Linked DNA regions of Arachis hypogaea: region 2 is linked to region 1. The links are chromatin contacts, called in public Hi-C maps. All regions are on one chromosome and are shown on one strand. The core of a region is the stretch at or near the end of the contact, and the rest is flanking DNA. Distances in the headings are between cores, read along the strand shown.

Region 1 (2,509 bases), core at 7-2,506:
AACCAAATAATTATATATATATATATATATATATATATATATATATATATAAATTTACCCTTTGAAATAAGCTAAGGAGAAAGGAGTTTGGTATACTGGTAATTGAAGCTTTGAGGACAACAGAAAAACACGGAATCATGTCACAGGCTGCATCAAATTAAAGAGATAAAAGTGGGAAGTACACCTCACATACATTACATAGATATGAAAATGAAATGTTCCTAGTTTCTGTGAAATCTTCAATCAAACAAGTCATTATCTATGTTCCCCAACCAAAAAACAAAAAGAAATTACAAAAAAAATCATATCATATCTAACCCACATACATATCACCAAAAAATTATACGATTAGAAGTTTGAAAAAATTGTTTAATTATTTGATTAGTTTCTATAATTTTATCAATTTTTTAATTAGGTCTTTACGGTTTAAATTTTTATAATTGAATTCTTATATTGATAAAAGTTTTTCTTTAATATAAAATCTTAATTACAAACTATTATAATATAAAGACCAAACTAAAAATTTAATAAAACTATAAAATTAACAGAGTAATTAAATAAAAAAAGAGAAATAATAGCTTTTAGGCCTCTAGCTTATTGCATACATTAGATGTTTGATATGATAAGAATAAGTGCATGCATAAAGAGTCACACATAAGAGGAAAAAGAAGCTCAAGTTGATTTGTTATAATTTGTCATGTTGTAGAAAAAGAAGAAAACAACCTTGATGGTAATATGGCTATCCCTGCGTTTATGTGTCTGCTTCAACTTTTCTCAAAACTTTGATTCATCACTATCACCAAAGTTTACGGTGACCTTTTTATTTTCTGCCGCAGTTTTTCTATGATTATTCAAAATACTTAGTTAAATTGTTCTAATACATATATATACATACGAAGCAAATTAAATAATTTTATTTTTAATATAACATCGAGTATAATGAGTTTTTAACAACTTATACTTTAATAAATTGTTGATTTAAGAAGAATAGACTAAGGAATCGTTCATTTTTTTTTAGCCAAAAATTTTTTTCCCTCTGGAAAAAATTAAAATTTTCAGCCCCGCTCAGATCCTTTTTGTTTGCCTCCTATAAATGTATGATCCGTTTTTTTTTCTTTGGTGTTTGTTTCATACTTTCTATCTTAGTGATTAATAATTTTCATAAACAAAATTATTATGGAATGTAGGCCTTTGCATAAGAAAATAGATTGGGCTCATATAAAGTGAATAATCTAAGCCCATAAAGCTTTTGTTTTTCTAAATTATTACCAGGTGTGTTTTTCTATATATCTTGGGCTTTTTACACTTATCTTGGGCTTTAAATTGTTGTGTAAATAGTGTTTTTACACTTATCTTGGGCTTCAAATTGTTGGTCTTCGAAGAATTCTTTTGGACCCAGATAAAGGAAAAGACAGCCCTTTTCTGAAGAATTCAGCCCACCCCACCAGAAAAAATAAGCAAGAAAATTATGTTGGGAGAAAAAATAATGATACTGTGAAAGATTTTCAAACTTCTATTTGATTATTATAAATATTTTTATACTGTGAGTTATTATTATTGATGGACCCTCATCCGAATATTTTTTTCATGTAATCATTTTAATTTAATTGTTAATTACACTAGTATTGTGATTATTTATAATGTTCTAATTCGTGTAACAAAAATACTAGGTTAGCTATCAAATGAGTGATCATGTCTCTGTGTGTATGTATAATCCATGTCTTATTTCTCAAATTCTCAAGGTGTAATATAGATTTAAATATATATTTTATATAAAGGATAAAATATACTTTTTATTTTTAACGTTTGTAATTTTTTTAAAAAATATCTTTAATGTTTAAATTTATTCAATTTTGTCTTTAACGTTTTCGATTCATTTAATTTTATCTCTAATATTTTTAATTTGTGTCAAAATTATTTTTAAATATTTTTAATTTTGTCTTTAACATTTCACATGAAGTTAATGTCCAAAAATAATTTTGACACAAATTAAAAATATAGGAACAAAATTAAATGCAATTAAATGTTAGGAATATTTTAAAAAAAAAATTGTGAGACAAAAATTATAATTTATTCTTATACAAATAACTAATTTAATAGCTAATTTTTTATATACGGTTAACATGGTTGCTATGATATTAGGTAGTCATGTTAAATTTGAAAAAAAATAATAAATAACTATTTTGATACTCGAAAGATTATGACTTTAACAAAATGAATTTTAATTCTTGTTGTTAACAAAATAAACTTTTAAATATTAGTTCTGTTTGACAAAATAGACTAATCATTAATCGATTGCTATAAATATTTAGATTTTTTTTTGTCAATTAGAATTGATATTTAAGAGTTTATTTGATCAAAAATAAAAATTAAAGTCTATTAAATTGAAGACAAAGTTATTAAATTGTTAGTGTAAGATTTTAATCCAAAAGAGCTAACTATACCTTTTGATATATATCTAATATCTAAAAAAAAGTACAGGTAGATAATGATTTTTGTGGACAATATG
Region 2 (2,509 bases), core at 7-2,506, 46 kb before region 1:
ACCGACCAGTTCCAAATACTTTGTGAACTTTATTTATTTTTTGTTGTTCTTAACATTATAAAAATCTTACTATTTCATAAATTTTTTTTTAATTATTCTATTGGTCTCTATAATTTTATATATTTTTTAATTTTTTAATTAAATTTTTTTAATTTTATAATTAGGTTATTTTTATGTCACAAATATTAAAATTAATAAAATATTTTTTCAAAAAATATGTGGTTAAACATCTAGTTAGTTTTTAATTATAAATACTTTTAATTTGCGAAAAATATTCAGTCAATTCTAATATTTTTTATACCAAAAATTGTCTAATTATAAAATTAAAAGTAATGTAAAAATTTAATTAAAATAAAAATATAAAATATAATTAAAAATTTAATAAAATTATAGAGACTAATAGAATTTTTTTCATTAGAGTATTAATTTAATGATTAGAGTGAACCGCTATAGCTATAATTTATCTAAGAGAGAAAAAGCTTAATTTCTTTATTGTTCTCATCATGTTATTAGTGGACTATGCTATAAACTTTTAGGAGGGATTAGTCTTTAATTAATTATATTTTATGATCATAAGATGCAAATAACATGACCAAGATATGCTTCAAAACCTTTAATTTTTTTGAATTTTCCCCCTAATGGAGCATGATTATTGCAACTTGAAACTATACGCCAACCAATGAGATTAGAAGATTCCAACACGTCACATGGACATATGTTAGTACTTGACATTAAAGAATTCAAATCTCTATTACTAATATATTATGTGTGATGGCCATTTAAAACTAACAGTAGTCATATATGACATTAATTTTGGTTTGTATATAACTATATGTGTGTTATCATGATTAGAACACATAATCATGAGTTTTTTAGTTAATTAACCTTTTAAAGTAATATATGAACTAAACCTTTCACATAAGACTTAATCACCATGCATGATTCGCTAGCATGTAACATTTAATTTTCTTGAATAATATAGAAAGTAAGTTTAAATTAATTGATGTTTAATCAATATTACTTAATATGATATGAAATGAAATGAAATAAAATATAATAAAATTTATAATTTATAATTTTATTTTATAAATTTAATTATTTTAATGAATTCTAATTTTAATTTTTTTTAGTAATCAATGAATTCTATTATAATCCAATGTAGAATAAAAAAATATTTTTATTTCATTCCTGGGCCGGACAGAGGCTAAGGCAAAAAAAAATTTGCCAAAAATATCCCTCATAAAAAGCCCATATTGATAACATAGCCACCATGGTTGATAAATATATATTGCAAAATAGGGAGTTGACGGTGGCCTTTGGATGTGACATGAAAAAGTTTGAAGAATGTTTTTGTAGGCTTAGTAATGGACAATTTATATTATTCCAAAGTGTGTTTTATGATAGTGACATGCATGAGATTATAGGTCTATGCTAGGATCATATTGGTTCCAATTAGTGTTTCACTTGATTTTGCCATTTTAACTACTCCTAAGTCTTCACCACAAATAATAACTAGGCCTTATTTTTTTCTTTTAATAATTTAATTTATTTCCCCTTTGACACAAGAATTCTTATCTTTTTGAAAACTTAGGTTGAACCCAAGATTTTATGGAGTTGAAAAGGTACATAGACAATTGGTCAAGCTAGTATAAATGTTTATCTCGTATTAGTATAATAAGGTTATAGTTATAACGTCACGTTTACCCTTTGACATTCTTTTTTGACTGATTTTGTTAAGTTATATTGTTTAAGCTGAGATTTTCTAACCACTGTCCACTGATATTAAATATTTTATTATGTTCCTAATATGATTGTGAATACTTTTTTTTCTCGATTACAAATTTCTGTTTATTTATTTTTTTATTGATTTTAATATTTTGTGAGAAAATAATAATTTTATTTTCAATGTTTTACGTACAATAGGTCCTAAAAAATATTAAACAGCAGTGATATTTTATAATTAATATTTAATATGAAATAAGAAAAATTTTGCTGTGTGAAGATATCAAAACGTCATTTTGAAGAGGAAAATAATCACTAACACTTTAACTATTTTTATAAAAACATAATTTATCTTTATTTGCGGCTTTTCTGATAGATAAAAAAAATCATATTTACTAATATATAAATTTTTTTAAATATTTACTGTTTTAAGCATTATACTTAAATTTTGCAGGGAGTGGATTTTCTCGATAAAAAAATTTAGATGGTGTTAAGTATTTAATCTAATCATTTATTGTTCTCTCTCATATTTATTTTTAGTCCCACTTATAGAATTAAAGATAAAAAATCACATTTTATTCTCTCAAATATTAAAAAAATGGAGAGGGTCAATTTCCAATTTTGCGGACAAAGACGATTTTGCAGGCACATATTACATAATAGTAAGAGAATTTAGGTTCTGAAAAATCGGTTCGAACCAGCCGGTTGAATCGATCAAACCGTAAACCGACAAAAAGACGGTTCGAATAAATAGCATAACCGCTAAATTTGAAAATCGGAATTGAAC

What was found. Hi-C and Micro-C count contacts between places; a contact is called where the count stands out from the background.
Region 2: a Hi-C map of leaf shows a contact between it and region 1, with 1.9 times the contacts expected there. The contact joins two enhancer-like sites. A contact is called at or near these places in 3 of 8 Hi-C or Micro-C datasets (leaf and an unstated tissue).

Annotation. Positions count from the first base shown.
Region 1 is chr10:108,143,413-108,145,921 of arahy.Tifrunner.gnm2.J5K5, reverse strand. No RefSeq gene overlaps it. Among protein-coding and RNA genes, the nearest start is that of LOC112716386, 23 kb to the left of the region's middle. Within about 2 kb of position 1,256, at least 3 of the 3 cell types and tissues checked have open chromatin away from gene starts, as enhancers often do.
Region 2 is chr10:108,189,523-108,192,031 of arahy.Tifrunner.gnm2.J5K5, reverse strand. No RefSeq gene overlaps it. Among protein-coding and RNA genes, the nearest start is that of LOC140175751, 12 kb to the right of the region's middle. Within about 2 kb of position 1,256, at least 1 of the 3 cell types and tissues checked has open chromatin away from gene starts, as enhancers often do.